Linked DNA regions of Zea mays: region 2 is linked to region 1. A link is a contact called in public Hi-C data. All regions are on one chromosome and are shown on one strand. Each heading gives the region's core, a stretch centred on a gene start, on an enhancer-like site or on the middle of the called end of the contact. The rest is flanking DNA. Distances are from core to core; before and after follow the strand shown.

Region 1 (4,750 bases), core at 79-2,578:
CAAACATGCTATATGCTATAACGGAGCGACTCAGTTCTACCTAACTCTACAACTAAACTATACCAAAGTTACCTAAAATTAGGGCTGGACAAAATACTTGTGGCTCGTGAGCTCGCTCGACTTGTACTCAATTTGAGTCGACTCGACTCGACTCGTTTTAATTTTGTCACGAGCTGAGCTAACATCTTAGCTCGGTTCGTTAACGAGCCAGCTCGTTAGCTCGAATGAGTTAGCATTTATCAGCAAAACAAAAGCCTATACTATGTTAATTTAAGGTTTAAATGATGTGATATATGAAATTACGAGTATTATTAGTCTTTTCTAGTGTTAAATTAATATGAAATAAACTAGCAATTGATTATATTGTTATATATATATATATATAATTTTTTATTGTGGCTCGCGAGCTAAACGAGCCAGCTCGAGCTCGCAAACGCGTCGAGCCGAGCTGGTTATCCTATTCGTTAACTTAACGAGTCGAGCCGAGCCAACTCGAGCTCAGTCGAGCCGAGCCAAGCCGAGCCGAGGTGACTCGATATCCACCCCTACCTAAAATGAGTAGACCACCCTGCCAACTAGGTGTTTTTCTATTTTTTATTAAAAACTTTTGCAATACTTAGGCCATTCTCAATGGCAGTTTCATACATTAATTAGTATGCCACATAGGATTTGATGACATGACACTATATTTATTAAAAAAAGGTGAAAATAGTTTCGTCATGAAACTCCGGAGCTCGTTTTTAAGGTATTGGAAAGCATGCGAAACCACTATTAAGAACAATTTATTTCATCTCTATCTATTTTATCTATTATTATTGGTTATTTAAATACAATATTTAAGTCACGAACCACTTTATTGAAAAAACATAATTTATTTTTTGTTTTATCTTACTTTTATTGACGTGGTAATATTGCACTAGCACCATGAATGGCTCTAAAAAAACAAAACTAGGGGCCGGTGTAGGTAAGCAGCCTACACACGCCGGTGGCTAGTGGCTACTCGCCAGGTATAGTTAACAGGGCCAGGTCCCCACATGCTAGCGAAGTACAGCCCCCTCCTTATCTCCTAGGCTCCAAGCCCAGGCGCCCTTATCCTAACCGCTCGCCGCACTCGGTCTACGAACGACCCCGAGATCCAGCGCAACGGACGGCTCTCCGAGCAGCCGCACGAGAAACCGGGTCCAGGGGGCAGGGCCTGGAGGATAACCTCGCCACGCCAGCACGCCACGCGGCCAGGCCCAGTGTGCGAGGACGAGGACGACGCGGGCGCACGCAGCAGCAAGCTCTGACCCTGAAAGCTGAAACCGCTCCACGCCCTCCCCCTCCGCGCAGAGCCAGCCAAGCCAACCAGCCAGTCAGAAGAGGAACCGGGGAGCGGCAGCTGCAGCGGCCGAGGGCGGAGCACGCGAGGTGAGATTCTTTTCTCCATCCCCTACCCTCCCTCCCTTCCTCCTCCGCTCCGTCTCGATTCTACGCGGCTTCATGGATTCGGGGGCCGGCCGGCGCGGCGGCGGTCCTCTCGCTGGGTGGAGGCTCTGAGGTCGGGGGAGGCGCGGGGTTGACCGGGCTGTTGGGCGCGGCGTGGGGACACGGGTGGTCGTCGCCTCCAGTCCCATTCGCGGCGTCGTTGTCACAGGCGCGGTTGGGGCTCAGGGCGATGCGGTTTTCTACCCCTTTTCCCGAAGGGATTTGGGGGGGCTTTAGGGGCCGCGGCCGGCAGCGTTTCTGGCTCTGCTGTGATGGGCGCGTCGCGGCAGAGTTCGATTTCGTGTTATTCAAATCGTGTGTTTACAACTGTGATTTATTACCTGCCCATTTTTTTGGGTGGGGTGGCGTGAGGGGTAGGATACAATTGGAAATTTGTCAGGGTCGAGGTTCATTTCACTCTGTTTTACACCGTCAGTCACTGCACCGTTTGATACTGTGATGACCCTTGGCCTGGGCGGCGATTCGCCGAGACGTGAGACTCTCCAGGGATCGCCGACGAGACACAGATAAGTTTGTTCAGGAGTCTGTTTTCCTATTCATTTCATATCTCCCTCTGAACAACTCATTACAGTATTTATAGATGCTCAACCTCACCTGCTAAACCGGCTAATACTCTGGCTAATCCACTTATTACAGCCCAGTATGGCGACAATACGGCCTTATAATAGCCCAAGCAACTATTACAGGCTCAATCACTTAGAACATCACAGATTACAGACTAATACCTCATACCTGCTACGAGGATCCTCCATACTCGCTCTAGGCATCATCTTGGGCCATCACATAATCACATCTCCCCCGGGGCCAAAAGACGCTTGTCCCCAAGTGTTTGCTGCTGGAAACCTTGCGGTCTTGCCTTCACCACTGCATAGTCCTCCCAAATAGCAGCTTCAGATGGCAGTCCCGTCCATTCCACCAGCACCTGGACAATAGCATGATTGCCTTTACGCACCATCCGCCGATTCAGTATCTGTTCAGGTTCAATGCCCTCTTGAGACATGTCAACTAGCTTAGGTAGTTCAGTGAAAACCGGAGAATAGCATGGATGAAGCGGCTTCAACTGAGACACGTGAAACACCGGATGACTTGAGCATCAGCAGGTAACTCCAATTTATTTGCAACTGCCCCAATTTTAGCTGCAACCTTGAAAGGCCCAAAGAATTTGAATGCCAACTTGGGACAAGGCCGATTCACCACTGTCTTCTGTGCATATGGTTGCAGTTTTAGCAAAACAAAACCACCCACTTGAAACTCCCTAGGAGTTCTGCCTTTGTTAGCGTATTGCTTCATACACAACTATGCCCGAGCCAACTGTTCCTTCAGCATTACAGAAAAAGTATTTCTTTCTGTGACCCAATCAGTGACATCCTGATCCTCAATGGCAATGAGCCTTGGAAGTGCCAGCATAGGGGCATCATATCCATATAACACTCTGAATGGTGTACACCCCAATACACCATGATAAGTAGTGTTATACCAGTACTCTGCCAGAGCCAACCAACTCTTCCACTTGCTGGGCTGAGAGTTCACAGCACACCCGAGATACATTTCCAGACATTGGTTCACACGTTCACTTTGTCCATCAGTCTGGGGATGATAAGCTGTAGACAACAACAACTTGACCTCCATGGGCTGAAACAGATTCTTCCAAAAACTGCTAGTAAACACCTTGTCCCTGTCAGATACTAGAGACTTGGGCACCCCATGCAACTTAACCACATTATCCAGAAATACTTGAGCAACACCCCTATCAGTAAAAGAATGTTTCAATGTTAAGAAATGACTATATTTCGAAAATCTGTCAACCACCACCAAATTGTATCAAAACCTTCTGATTTAGGCAAGCCTTCTATGAAATCCATAGTCACATCTTCCCACACACCTTGAGGCACAGGCAGGGGTTGCAATAACCCTGCTGGATGAGTTCTCTCACACTTAGCCTTTTGACAAGTAACACACTGATGTACAAACTGAATCACATCAGCTTTTAACCCTTTCCAATAGAACACTTTATTCACACGCTGATATGTGGCTTGTATTCCAGAGTGTCCACCTATTGCACTATCATGCAAAGCTGCAATCAGCTTAGTTCTTAAAGCTGAGTTAGCACCAATCCAAATACGACCCACCTTTCGAATAATACCCTGATGCAATGAAAACCCATGTTCATCAGGACTTCGAACCAGCAACTGAGCTATCATCTGTTGGGCCTCTTTAACATAAGAATTTAACACCTCCTGCACCCAAACTGGCTGCACTTCTGAGATAGCAGCTAACTCCAACATTGAATCCCTCCTTGACAGAGCATCAGCAACTACATTCTCTGACCCCTTCTTATACACAATTTAAAATTGTAACCCCATTAACTTGGCCATGGCTTTCTTTTGAAGATCTGATTGTAGCTGCTGGTCTCCCAAAAATGTAAAAGACTTGTGATCTGTCTTAATCACGAAAGCACCTCTCTGCAAATACTGCCTCCTTATCTACTGCCATAATCAAGGCCAGGAACTCCTCATAATAGAAAGGTGTTTGTTCTTCTCTCCCAGAGCCTTGCTGATGAAAGCTAGTGGCCTGCCTTGCTGCATCAACATGGCCCCCAACCCCACATCTGATGCATTTGTTTCAACTGTGAAAGGCAAATCAAACCTGGGAAGAGCAAGAACTGGAGTAGAAGCCATAGCCTGCTTCAGTTTTTGGAAGGCAACCTGGGCCTCTTCAGACCACTGAAACACTTGCTGTTTCTGCAACAGAGTCTAGTAAGGGGTCTGGCCAAGGTTCCATAACCACTCACAAATTTCCTATAATAGCCTGTTAGATCAAGGAACCCCCTCAGCTCTGTCACATTCTTAGGTCGTGGCCAGGTAAACTTGGCTTCAGTTTTATTAGGATCTGTTGCCACTCCATCTCTAGAAATCACATGGCCCAAATACTTCAGTTCGTGCTTCACTAAAGAGCATTTCTTCAACTTTAGAAAGAATTGATGCTATCTAAGCTTGGTTAACACCATCCTGATGTGCTGGTAATGAACCTCCAGACTGGGACTATAGATGAGAATGTCCTCCAGGAAAACCATGACAAATCTCCTGAGAAAGCTCTCCAAAACTGAGTTCATAGCACACTAGAAACTAGCTGGAGCATTTGAGTCCAAAAGGCATTACCCTGAATGGTAGTGGCCATGATGTGTCTTAAAAGCAGTCTTATACAGTTATACTCATCCTCCACTCCCATTCTTATTTGATGATAGCCTACTGTCATATCTAGA
Region 2 (4,708 bases), core at 854-3,353, 640 kb before region 1:
ATAAAAAGCACTCGGCAAAGCCGCCGGCACTCGGCAAAGGCCCGGATTCCGGTAGTGTTCGTTGTCTAGACTGCATTGTCTTCTGATTCTCTCGGACCATTCAGATGTTCTCTTCAGCCTCAAGCAGAATATCTAGACCGAACACCTGCCTCTCGCCGGGTTGGTCCCAATGCAACGGAGTTCTGCAATTCCTCCTGTAGAGTGCTTGAAATGGTGACATCTTCAGACTGGCTATCACACCCGGGTTTCGGGGGCACCAAGAACTAGGCGCGAAATAAACACTATGTGTGCTAGGACCAAGTCTCACACATATGATGAATCATGGTACATAAACGAATGTCACACCTTTACTATATAATAGGAGTTATGTACAAAATAAATAAATAATTATATCATATGAAGACAACGATCCAGCAACCCAAAGTTGACTGGGAGACGACGGCCTAGATCTCTCACGAACACATCGCAGCATCCTCCATGCGCCTCATCGATACCTGTTCTTGACCTATGGGGGGTTGTGAGATAGCAAGAGTGAGCTCACATATGTTCATCGCTCAGTAAGTTGTGGGGAATAATGTGCTTGAACTCGCCAAAGGTGGGAGCTCATGTGAAGTGTAAGGCTTACCAAAGAGGATGGTTGAAGCTGAGCATTGCTTTTAAAGTTGGTCAAAATTTTATTAGCAATTACTAAGTATAAGTAGATACCAAACCGGAGTAATAATAGATCAAAATTGATAACAACATCCACGATGCAATGCATATGACAAATCGAATTTAATTCCATAATTTAATCATGCGAGAGTCCTGAGCTGCTCATGACCGCGAGCATGGCTGGTATACCAGTTTTACAATCTGCGGAGTTTGTACCCTGTACCCACAAGTCGTGTATCCCATGTCACCAGGGTTTGCAAGGCCCTTAGACACTTCCGAGGTGAATGGCTAGGGATCCACTACGAGGCCTTTACAAAGTTCCACTAGCTTTAGAAAACTCGCTACAGTTTCTAGGAAGAGCAATGCAGGAATCCCCCGTCTGACCGCCATCGCCGCAAAATCAGCCCGAGAACCTCCCTACACGCCTACTCCCCTACTACCCTTACCCCTACCGGGTAAGGTAGTCCTCCACTAGCTTTCCTAGTTAGTCAGCCAAGAGCGTCCCATTCCACCCTTGTGGTGGCACGTGTTTCTCAAGTTAAGCTCCATGTTCCAATTAATATAATGATCTTGTCATGAACAATAAATAAAACGACAGTATAATTGGAACATGGTCATAATGTAATATTAATCCCAAAACCATATAGAGCAATAGCCTATGCATGATAAAAGATAACCAGACTAGGGTGACCTATTGGGTCCCATCAAAATTAAGCCTATGCATGATAAAATGATTATAGAGAACATTATTGGGTAAATAAAAGTGATCAAGGGCACAACTTGCCTGGGACTTGAGATTCCAGCTACCAACTTGCTCTTCAGATGACTCGTGACCTCACTACTAAACGTAGCAATACAAACAAACATGGTATAGGAAAAATTAACATCACACCAAACATAAGAACAAACTGCGTAATAACATTCTATGCGATGCTATGAGATCGTGGGATCGAGAACAACTAAATTCGAAGCTACGGTTTAAAAGATATGATTTTCCAAAGGTTTTGGAGTCGGGTACAAAAGAAATCATGTGCATAATTTTAATTTATGTTTCATAGCAAAAAAAGTTACCAGGGGATAAACAATATTAATATGAATTTAATGCAACTAGAATGGATTAAAAAGAAGTTAAAATAAATTTAATATGAATTAATCAAGTTTCTAGATTTATTTTTATACTAAAAACCTATTTTCTTATTTAATTCAGAGTATTTCTAATATTTATGGACTGGGTACATAATTTTCTAAGAGATCAGGGGCCCGACTGCTAAAAACAGGACTCAATTGTTTTGTTCTTATAATACTATGCATGGCGGGTTTGTTATTAAATTCTACGGGGTGTCTTTTGCAAATAAGGCTCGGCGAAGGGGTATCTGCCAACCACGACCACTCATATCTAATCCTACGGCCCAGATTAAACCATACAACTTAATGTATCGGTACGCTCTCGGGTCCCTTGGATACGAGATTGATGGTCGAGGGAGTTCCATGTCTACGACTCGACCTAGCCCTCAGATCTACAATCTACGGCTCGGATTTTATCTAAAAAGCGGTACGCGGTTTTCTAATCTCGTACGCACATCTAGATCGAACGGTCAATACTCATCCAAGCAAAAGGGTATGCGAGATATGATTGCCACAGTCGGTCTGGGATCAACGGCCACCAACGCTTCTCCCACCCCGCCCAACAGGGCACGGCGGCGCCCATGGACGGACCCCCTTCTACATGCTCCGGCGCCCTATTTCTAGTTCAAACAGATGCTACACGTTGCTCAGTGCAAGGCGAATGGAGCGGGTAACAACTTACCAGAAACTAGATCATGTGCGACGCGGCCCAGGGAGAAGAGCGGCACCGAGGCGGCGACTTAACCATAGCGAGAAATCACGTGCTCCCAAGACACGGACGACTCAGTGCGATGCCGCGAGCACCATCCGAGCACCGCAATGGAGCATCACAGGTGGTCTTCCAAGGGTTGGGAACCGGCGCAGGCGTACACCGGCGTATGCGCACAGATTCCCTCCCCAAAGCTCGACGGTGGGCGCGCCTGGGTCGAGGATGCGACGAGGCCAAGCAAGGGCAGCGGCGACAGGACTCGGGTGCGCTGCTGGAGAGCATCAATCGCGAGGACGCCGACACCAACGACCTTAGCGAGAACCAATGGCCCGTCCGCTAGTCACAGGGCCAGAGGGAGGAGGACGAAGGGTGGGCGCCGTTCACCGGAGAGCGAGATCCACGGCCATGGTGTTTGGGAGGTGAGCGGCGCGAGGCTTGGGGTCTTATAGCCCAGAGGCGAGGGCGTAACAGCCACGATCGAAGCAAGCGGGGCAGGTAGACATCGGTCAAGCATGGTGTTACCGTGCAAGATCTGCGGCGAGTTGGGGAAGGCGACCTGAGAGTGTGGTCCCATTTAACTGCGACCAGGGTTCTCCAGCGCATGTGAGGGTGAGGAGGCTGGTGATTGGGCCGCGATGTCAGCAGGCGCGAAAGCGTAAAGGGATGGGCCACGCGAGCGATGGGGAAGTGTTCTGGTTGGCCACATTGGCCCACGCGTCCGTGAGAATAGATTCCTGAGCGCGACTGGAGACTGAGCAGTAGGCCCGCGTGCCAGTGAGCGCAACAACCACACGCGGGAAGGGGAGGCCAGTGAGCAGGAGCGGGACCCACCGGTCAGAGACCCACACCCAGGGCAGCGCGGTGGATTTGGGCTGTCTGGACAATTACGACCCAAATACACGAATTTCCCCCCATTTCTTTTCTAAATTCCTTTTCTATTTGAATTTCTAATTTCCAATTTTCAAATATCCAAACCAAATTTCAAGCCTTGCTTTGAATTCTAGATCTCAAATATCCCCTAAAAGTCTACATGAGTTATACTTCTACTTCCCGCCATAATATTATTTATTTATTATTGTTGCCCTATAATATGTATTCTTTTCTTCCCTTCCCTTTTCTCTTTTTAGTTTCGAATTCAAATTTTTAAACTTAAACATGTCTCATAAAATTTAAATACAAATGCAGAAATACAAGGACCTCAGCATGGGATTTATATTTCTATATTTATTTGTTATTTGGTCAATATAATTCCCTTATTGAATATGCACACATAGAAGAAATTCATTTAATCTCCAAAGGTTTTATAAATTCCCAAGACATTAACATATAACTATATTTATTTATTTATATCCTTATTCTTCTTTGATACAAATTTTGGGCTCTACACTGGCTTGGTAGTTGTTGTTGTAGGAGAATTCTGCATATGGTAGCCTCTTGTCCCAACCTAACTTGTCTTGCAATGCACAAGCCCTCAACATGTCTTCAAGGATCTGGTTGGTTCTCTCTGTCTGACCATCTGTCTGCGGGTGATAACCTGAACTGAACTTCAACTGTGTACCCAAAGCTTCGTGTAGCTGCTGCCAAAAATCAGAAGTGAACTGGGTGCCTCTGTGTAATACTATCTTATTTGGAACGCCATGCAAGCACACAATCTGAGACATGTATAATTCTGCCAACACTGCGTTGTTATAGGTGGTCTTGACTGGTATGAAATGAGTCGCCTTTGTTAAATGGTCCACTACTACCCAGATGGAGTCATATCCTGCACGAGTGCGGGGCAGACCAACTATGAATCCATCCCAATCTCATCCCATTTCCACTGAGGAATCTGCAACGGCTGCAATAAACCTATGGGCCTCTGGTGTTCTGTCTTGATCGTCTAACAACTGTCGCATCTGGCAACATACTCTGCTATCTCCGTTATCATACCGTACCACCAGAATCTTTTCTTTAGGTCTTGGTACATCTTCTCACTACCAGGGTGTATAGAATATGCTGTCTCATGAGCTTCCTTGAGAATCAGTTCTCGGATCGATTTGATGTTGGGAACACACAGCCTCTCCTCGAACCATACCATTCCTTCTGCGTCTTCACGGAAATCAGGACCTTTCCCATCTATGATCAGCTGTCGGATCTCATTGATCTTCTCATCGTCTTTCCGGCCCTTCCCGATATCTTGCTCTAGGGTGGGTTCCAGCTCGACTCTCACTCCTTGAGTTTTGT

The links. A called contact is a pair of places that touch in the nucleus more often than the background predicts.
Region 2: a Hi-C map of leaf shows a contact between it and region 1, with 7 times the contacts expected there. The contact joins the enhancer-like site here to the promoter of LOC100280198 in region 1. A contact is called at or near these places in 2 of 25 Hi-C or Micro-C datasets (ear and leaf).

Annotation. Positions count from the first base shown.
Region 1 is chr2:142,084,509-142,089,258 of Zm-B73-REFERENCE-NAM-5.0, reverse strand. LOC100280198 (Alba DNA/RNA-binding protein) reads left to right here and starts at 1,328. Exons shown (of 10, transcript NM_001153130.1): 1 at 1,328-1,410.
Region 2 is chr2:142,730,271-142,734,978 of Zm-B73-REFERENCE-NAM-5.0, reverse strand. No RefSeq gene overlaps it. Among protein-coding and RNA genes, the nearest start is that of LOC103647030, 270 kb to the left of the region's middle. Within about 2 kb of position 2,103, at least 20 of the 20 cell types and tissues checked have an H3K27ac peak or open chromatin away from gene starts, as enhancers often do. A contact at or near this core is called in ear and leaf, where this site is marked.